Linked DNA regions of Sus scrofa: all the other regions are linked to region 3. Evidence: chromatin contacts called from public Hi-C data. All regions are on one chromosome and are shown on one strand. Each heading gives the region's core, a stretch centred on a gene start, on an enhancer-like site or on the middle of the called end of the contact. The rest is flanking DNA. Distances are from core to core; before and after follow the strand shown.

Region 1 (2,780 bases), core at 144-2,643, 290 kb after region 3:
ATTCAGTTAATAGTGGTGATTGAGGTCACTCTGGCAGCTTTAAGGGTCTGTGAATACTCAAATACTGTCTCATTTTTAATACTTTGAAGATGTCTTAATGTGACAGGCATTATACATATTTTCTTGACTGTCAAAAATCTGTATAATGTTTTGTGAATAACTAGACATCATATGCAGACTGGTTTCTTTTTTCCCCTTGAAACTTTTAGTTATTTTGTTAAAAATCTGATATGAAAGAGGGAGTTCCCGTTGTGGCTCAGTGGTTTAAGAACCCGACTAGTATCCATGAAGATGCAGGTTTGATCCCTGGCCTCTCTCAGTAGGTTAAGGATCTGGCGTTGCTGCAAGCTGCAATGTAGGTCGCAGGGGTGACCCAGATACTTTGTGGCTGTAGCTATGGTATTGATGACAGCTACAGCTCCAACTTGACCCCTAGCCTGAGAACTTCCATATGCCATCCATGTAACCCTAAAAAAAAAATAATAATAAAAAAAATAAATAAATAAAAAAAAACCTGACACGGAAGAAAACGATTTAAAAAATAATTAAAAAATAATCGTTTCACATGAGTTTCAACTAAAACTTCTATGAACCAACTTTCCCCATGAAGAAAATGTTTACAGTCCACTTAATCTAAGTGCATACAAGCCAAATGAGTCTGACTTACTCTACCCTTGTTCATGACAGGTTTCTATTGACTCTGAAAGGTCAGTATTAATACTCATGATGACTTCTCCGATATGGGTTATTGCTGCTTTTTATCTTTACCCTCCAGATCTTGGCACTTGTAGCTGTCAGAAAAGGCATGGACTACCTCTTCTCCCAGCATGACCTCAGCTTCCTCGATGATGTCATTCCAGAAAAGGATAAGAAAAAGAAGGAGGATGAAAAGAAAAAGAAAAAGAAGAAGGGGAGTCTGGACAGTGACAATGACGATGTAAGGAGCTTTCTAAAATTCCCAAGTAAAATTCCAAAGTTAGTTAGACAAATGTGAAAAATGTGTTTTTTTGGTAATCCTTTATGTGAATTCCAAGAATGTTTACCTGCATGCTGCCTGTCACTTTTCCTCTTCCTCTGCCCTTTATTTTCACTCTTTTCTTTTTTTGTATGTTTTCTGAAGTTTCTCTCTTACTGCAAATACACTAATAATGACATCATGATTTCTAAAAACAAAAAAAGCCTACCATATCTAAAAAACTTGAATCTCTGCTCTCATAGCTAAAAAGGAAGTTTGTTTTGTAATGCTATAAAATGTATTTGGTTTACTATTGAAAATCCAGGATTGAAATTTGAGATAGTAACTCAGTTTTATGTAATTTAAAGCCTCATGTGGACAAATGCCTTTGACCTCCTATGATCTCTATGTCTGTCTGAGTGGGCTCACGGCCAAAGTTCTCTGCCATTGTACTTAGCATTGCACTGGACTTTGACATGATCTGAGATCACTTCTCTGTTACCCTGCAATAAAAAGGAAAGGAAATTGGAATTTGGGGCCTTTTTATGTGATTGTGGTAGTCAGTGTCATCATTTAGAAGATCTTCTTAAAATTGTATGGCTAAGTTGAGAAATAAATTGATATGGGTGTCCATCTTTCTCTTTAGGAAAACATTTCACAGAAATCTTAGTGTTTCAATAGGGATCTGTAATCAGTGCTAGGAGAAAATCTGAGGTTTGCTTTCTTTAACACACACACACACACACACACACACACCACACGCCAACAGCTTATCTCAGTAGCCTTTTGAAAGGACTGCCAGAATGACACTTTCTATGGGAAGATTTGTTCTGGATTTTACACAGTACAGCACCTCCATTCAAACGGAATCCCCAGCATCGCATTCAGACATGGGAGTCTAGTTAATTCTTGATGTCTGCTCTGTTCTTGATCATTGTGATTGATCAGGCAACCCTTGTCCTTAACTGCCAGAGCAGCTCTTTATAGTCTGTTTTCATTCCTGTTTTACAGATGAGGAAATTTAGATTGAGAAATATCAAGTCATTTTTCTAAGTGTATGCAGTCCCTATTGGCAAAGGCAAAACTCTCGTCCTGTTTGGTCATTTTCTATTGGTCAGGCTGTCTGACTGTATTATTTTTGGAGAACTTGGAAACAGTACAGTGAAAGAAGGCAACAGACGAAATTGGATTTCAGATAAATTGATCCAATAAGAAAAGGCTAAATATACAAGGCACATTTAGCTAGAAAGGAAAAGAGTCTGAGGGAGCTTTTGTGACAGTCATCATCCATCTTCAGTGGAACAGGTATATAGATTTTCTGTTTCCAGTGATGACAGAGAGAGAATGTGCTTAAACTGCAGTAGGGATTAAGATGCAGTATTAAGAAGAATGATGCATTTACACATTAAAGAGACATCAAAATTTGAAATAAATTTCTAGGCTACTCAAGACAGAAAAAAAGATTGCCTGAAATATTGAGATAATTAAAGCAGTATTTCATCTTGAACTTTCAAAACAAGTACCTCAGTTTATGCACATGGATGTCAAACTTAAAATTCGTTACATGTTACAAGTGTATATGGAATTCTCTAATGGCTTTTAAGAAAAAATAATCATAAAATATCCACTTTAAGAATGTTTTAAATATAGTGCTCCCTAGTGTCAAAAGTTGGATCACATAAACTGAGAAGGTCTTAATTCTTAGGTACAATTTTCAACAGATGTTTTATTTAAACAATGCTATTCTTTATTAAATAGTATTTATCATTTTCAATGCATATTTCCAGCAGATTTCTTGAAGATAAGGTGTGATACTTTTTTCTTT
Region 2 (2,700 bases), core at 120-2,619, 420 kb after region 3:
AGGTTCTTAGCTACATCCAATGGGAGAGACAGGAGAGAATGTATTTATTCTATCACATTCCAAAACAGAACTGAATAGAACAATTTTATTAGGTTGGATGGTAATGCACTTTGAACTGACAGACCTTTGCAATTTGATAGTATTTCCATGTTGGGAGAGTGATGATGATGAACAGGTCATATGAAGATCAAGGTTGGGAGTTCTCGCCGTGGCTCAGCAGTAAAGAACCCAACTATTATCCATGAGGATGCAGTTTTGATCCCTGGCCTCGCTCAGTGGGTTAAGGATACAGCATCGCTGTGAACTGTGGTGTAGCTCGCAGATGTGGCTTGGATCCCACGTTGCTGTGGCTGTAGCACAGGCCGGCAGCTACAGCTTGATTCACCCCTAGCCTGGGAACTTCCATATGCCATGGGTGTGGCCCTAAAAAGCAAAAAAAAAAAAAAAAAGATTGGAGTCCTTTTCAACTCAGGGATGCAATTTACTATAAGCCTCAGTGTCACAGAAGAGCATCATAGAACTCCACCTCCAGTGTCCTATTTTTCATGTCACCAGTGGTTTCATTGGTCACATTTGCTAATTTTGTCATTTTCTTGTGTCATCTGTAGTAAACTTAAATGCTATTGCATATAAGATTGGATAAAGAATAAGGATCCTTATTTTTTTATAGCTTCACTTTAAGCTATTTAAAAAAAATAAGTTGTTAGCCTATTCTGGAGCCTACTGAAATGGTGAGAGTTCACGCTGCTCTAAAACACACAGAAAGATGATTACATATAATTTGCTGGAATCCTCCTTGTGTTTATGTCACCAGTAAATCTCTTGTAAGCAGTTTAGTTGTTCACACACTGAAAAGTATGTGGATTAGGGAGAGTAAAAGACTGTGTGGGAATTTATAAAAATCGGGAACGTTGGCTGGCCCTGTTGAATCCAATTTTCTCTTCTTCATGATCAGCTTAGAACCAGAATATTACTGTTGAAATGGACTATTCTTGCTGAAACTGAACAGTTTAAAAATATGAAAAAAATCAGTGAAATGGCTTGCTTCAGATGACACGGCATAGGGTATGGGTCTTCTGACTTTCAGCCAATTGGACAATGTTTATGAAGCAGTTCTAAGGAACTCACCATTAGTGGGATATGGTATTCAGGATGCCACTGGCCACCACCTATAATAAGTATACAGCAATATGTCCTTTTGAAAAAGCCTCTAACTTGGCTTTAGTTCTTGTTTGGATGAGTGAGTTCTTTTGTATGCTGAACTGCTTTGAATGTTTATGTACAAATTCAGCTTAAAGGTAAGGACAGGGATAAAGGTCAGGGTGCTTGTGACTCTGTACTTTGGTCCCACAACAAGACACGCTCATGAGCTTTTGCTTTCGGCAGATGCTCGGTGTATCATCCACAGCAACAGTAATGAAAGCAAACACTCACAGAGAGCACAGGTGGGCCAAGAACCCGATTGGTCACTGGTGACAAAGCAGGTAAGGCAGGTCCATCTCTGCCTCAGTGAGCTCAGGGCACTGTGGTCTGCTTCTGCAACATGTTTCTTGAGCTAAAAAACGTAACTGGAGGCCAGTCTTTTTTCCCTCTTTCCCTCTTCTCATCTGTTTTAGATTCATTACGCTTTCTAAATGTAAAATATGCGTTTAAAAACTATTTAATCTTGTATGCTTTTTTGAAGGCCTGGAGGAGTCTACCTTGAATAAAGAACTCGTGCTCAACTATTCACAATAGTCAAGATACAGAAACAACCTAAATTTCCATTGACGGATGAATAGATTAAGAAGTTGTGTTATATACATATATATATATATATACAATGGGCTATTACTCAGCCATAAGAAAAGAATGAAATAATGCCATTTGCAGCAACATGAATGAAACTAGAGATCCTCATACTAAGCGAAGTTAAGTCAGAAAGAGAAAGATAAATACCATATGATATCACATATGTGGAATCTAAAATATGGTACAAATGAACCTGCCTACAGAGTAGAAACAGACTCACAGACAAAGAGAACAGACTTGTATTTGCCAAGGCAGAGGGAGTGGGATGGACTGGGAGTTCGGGGTGAGTAGCTGCAAACTAATACATTTAGAATGGACAAGCAATGAGGTCCTACTGTACAGCACAGGGAACTATATCAGTCTCTTGGGATAGACCATGACGGAAGATAATATGAGAAAGGGAATGTGTATATATAGTGCATATATATTATACCCCCCCATATATATATGACTGGGTCACTTTGCTATATAGCATAAATTGGCGCAACACTATAAATCAACTCTACTTTAATAATATAAATAAAAAGAACCAGTGCTGAAAGCGTGTAGATGCTTAATACTGCTTCATTTAAGTGGTAACCCCAGTTTTAATTTCTGTTTTCCTCCACACCCCTGGTAGCCTCAGATCTAGGAGTGCTCCTGACTCTCATGTCTTCGTCCTCATCTAAAGGGCGCTAGATAGGATCTAGACTAAAGGGTGCTAGATATTTTTAGAGCCAGCTCATTTCTGGTTCTGCTTTCTCATTATCTGCTCTGATCTTGAGTGGCCAGACTACATCTTCCATGGCGTTTGCCCTGGGCTGCACTGCGTTCTCCAGCTTCACTGCTCCTTGTCCACACAGATATCCTGACTGGACTCATCCTATCACACAGAACAAGTTGTCAGCATATCCCTGCTAAATAAATATA
Region 3 (2,700 bases), core at 111-2,610:
AGGACCTCTAATCAGGATTTTGAGTGGAATGTTTTCCTCAAGGACACGAGTCTGTCTCATATTTTTAGTTGCACAGAGCAGAGTGTATTTGAAGGAAAGCAGGCTGTTATTTTTGTTCTGAAACAGCGGAGTTTCTGGTACATTTATGGCAGATGTAAGCGCACCAGTTTTAAGGATCAGAAATTCAAAGAGCAAGGAGCTAGACTACCTAACATTTCTATTACCAAACATGTTTCCTTTTATCCAAGTCATTATTTCTCTTGCCTCTAGTACATAGCTGAAGTATATTGCAGCACCCTTGGCAAAAGTAAACTTCAGATAAAACTTTGTTTTTAAAAGTAATTTGCGCAAATGAGATACACTCCCATTCAATGATTATTAGGGTGACCTCTGGTAACTCTGGTTACTCTGAAATGTTTATGCTTTTAAAATTCTTCTTAAGGTCACTCCATTTGGGGTGATTGGATTCAGCTCCACCTGAAGGCAGGAAGAGCCTGATGCTCGCTCCCAGTTCTTTCCGAAGCTATAGTTCTGAGGAGGGGAAAGACATCAAGATTTCCAGCCACACCCTCAGTTCACCTGGTTCAACTTTACTTTCAGTGGGTGGCATGACACTTCATCCACATTTTCAAAACTCAGTAGAAAGCCATGAGCTGCAAAACTCACTAAGAATAGAGTGAGTCAGAAGAGGAGTCCTCTTCTGTTGAAATAATGAACTTATCTATGTGGGATATATTTAAAGACCTAAAGCTCATTTTCACATAATTTGCCTCATGTGCATTTGTGTTAATGGTTTAAAGAGATACTCTTGAGAAAGGAAACCTGGTGTCAGTTTTAATCTTTCAAATAAAAAGAGGCTGTTGTGTCTGTTCTGTCTTTGGTTACCTTATAGGATGTTTTGTAAAGCTAACATTTTTGGCATAGAGTGGTTACTGTGGATGGACTTAAAAACTTTTAGCTTTTCTGATGTCATACTTGTTTCTGTACCAAAAAAGGCTCCAGCTCCAGCCCAGGCATTTCCACAGAATTGGTCCATAGATGACAAATCAGTGTTACCAGAGTGACCCAGAAATGCTGACCACGAGGGACAAGATAACGGATTCATTGCAGACACACTTAGAGGAAATTAGCCAATTTTGTTGGGTGACCCAAGGTTGAGACAGGAAGAGAGAGTCCTAGGTAGCTTTTTCCTATAGCTATTTCATCTTTTAAAAAGTCAGCCAGGATTTGGGGATCTGTATGATATAAACAGATTACTTAATGGTCTCGTATTTTGTAATAGGGAAAAAGAGCAAACTCCACCTTATCCTTTGAGATAAGGCCTGGCTCCACAGGGCTAGGTAACTTCCCAGGAGGCCTTGGCAACTCTGACTTCATCAGGAGGGGCCTTTTCTTAACATCAGGCCTCACCAGCAACTCAGGAAGCTACAGTACAGCAAGACAATATTGGCTGAACCCGGTTTCTGTTTCTGGAGTTTGGTGGGTGCTCCGAAAGGTATTAGGATATATTGTGGTGGTTTTCCTCTTCCATTCAAAACCAAGTCCAAAAGGAAGTGTGCTCCCGTCTGTCCAGAGGGAAGAATAACTCATGTCTACCGGGGGACATTATGGGAGAACTGTTGAAAAGGCTCAGAACTTGCAGGAAGATTATTTTTAGGGAAATAAAAGTGTAAAAGTAGGACAGGGTTTGGGACCAAGTAGATATTCCCTAAATATTTGGTAAAAGAGTGAATAAATGAATGTATAGGTAGACTAAAGGAAACATGTATAGAGTTACTTTATGAAATCCTCGAAAAAAATCCTTGTTTAAATTTTGAGTTAGAAACTTGGCTCTCTTAGTCAGATGATGATGTAGTTGCTAATGAGGCCATCCCTGCTACTACTCCTCTTTGGTTTTGCAGAGATCATGAATGTTTTTCTGTCACTTATGTTGATAAGAAAAAGAAGCCCCTAAAACACCTCTGCCTTATACTTTTTCCTTCTTCTGCTCTGTATTTTGAAAGAGAGACCGAAGGATGAAATGGTGGCTTCTGTCTTTGGAGGTCAGGATCTCAACATTTTACAGATTTGAAATCGTAATGACTTAACCCTACTTTCCACTAGAGGATATTAAGATGATATGTTTATGTGTATTAGAGGAGATCATATTCTAAAAAAAGGAAGCAGGGCCTCGGTAGGTATTCGTAAATAATTAAAATGGTCCAAAACATAATTGCCCAGAAGGAGTGAATGAAAACTTATCGATGGGAAGGGAGGGGCCTAGTCCCAGCCAGCCCCGGTTCTGAGCCTTGAGTATCAGTGTTCAGTTGCATTTTGCTCACTGCTCTCCTGTTGACTCTGATTGCTCAGAAACAGTGTGTACAGAGGAAATACTTGGGCAAATATTGCTGAAGGAAAAGACTTCTTAAAAGAAACAGTGTATCCACGCATTGGCCAGTTTGATGGAATTTTGGTGAGGTGTTTAAGGGATGCTGCTTGAAAAGCAACTTGGGTTTCCCAGAGCAGGTCGAGGCCATCCAGACGCAGACATTTCCCAGCTCCTGCCTCTTTGTCCTCGAGGCCTCAGCTGAAAGCCCTCCAGAGGCAGCGCTGTCTGCCACTCCCTGCTCTGTCAGTGAGGTTAAATAGTTGTGGATAGATTTCTTGAGCTTTAAGGAAATTGGATGGTAATTCCATGGGTTTTGAAAACTGGACTCGGAG

The links. Hi-C and Micro-C count contacts between places; a contact is called where the count stands out from the background.
Region 1: a Hi-C map of liver shows a contact between it and region 3, with 6 times the contacts expected there. The contact joins two enhancer-like sites. A contact is called at or near these places in 1 of 47 Hi-C or Micro-C datasets (liver) and 1 of 2 datasets of contacts at active chromatin or transcription factors (skeletal muscle).
Region 2: a Hi-C map of liver shows a contact between it and region 3, with 3 times the contacts expected there. The contact joins two enhancer-like sites. A contact is called at or near these places in 4 of 47 Hi-C or Micro-C datasets (embryonic fibroblasts and liver) and 1 of 2 datasets of contacts at active chromatin or transcription factors (skeletal muscle).

What each region holds. Positions count from the first base shown.
Region 1 is chr8:68,165,153-68,167,932 of Sscrofa11.1, forward strand. SLC4A4 (solute carrier family 4, sodium bicarbonate cotransporter, member 4) reads left to right here. Exons shown (of 23, transcript NM_001030533.1): 20 at 776-937. Among named protein-coding and RNA genes, the nearest start is that of GC, 190 kb to the right of the region's middle. Within about 2 kb of position 1,394, at least 3 of the 83 cell types and tissues checked have an H3K27ac peak or open chromatin away from gene starts, as enhancers often do. A contact at or near this core is called in liver, where this site is marked.
Region 2 is chr8:68,299,037-68,301,736 of Sscrofa11.1, forward strand. No RefSeq gene overlaps it. Among named protein-coding and RNA genes, the nearest start is that of GC, 60 kb to the right of the region's middle. Within about 2 kb of position 1,370, at least 3 of the 83 cell types and tissues checked have an H3K27ac peak or open chromatin away from gene starts, as enhancers often do. A contact at or near this core is called in liver, where this site is marked.
Region 3 is chr8:67,879,596-67,882,295 of Sscrofa11.1, forward strand. It overlaps a transcript of SLC4A4 not described here. Among named protein-coding and RNA genes, the nearest start is that of SLC4A4, 87 kb to the right of the region's middle. Within about 2 kb of position 1,361, at least 4 of the 83 cell types and tissues checked have an H3K27ac peak or open chromatin away from gene starts, as enhancers often do. A contact at or near this core is called in liver, where this site is marked.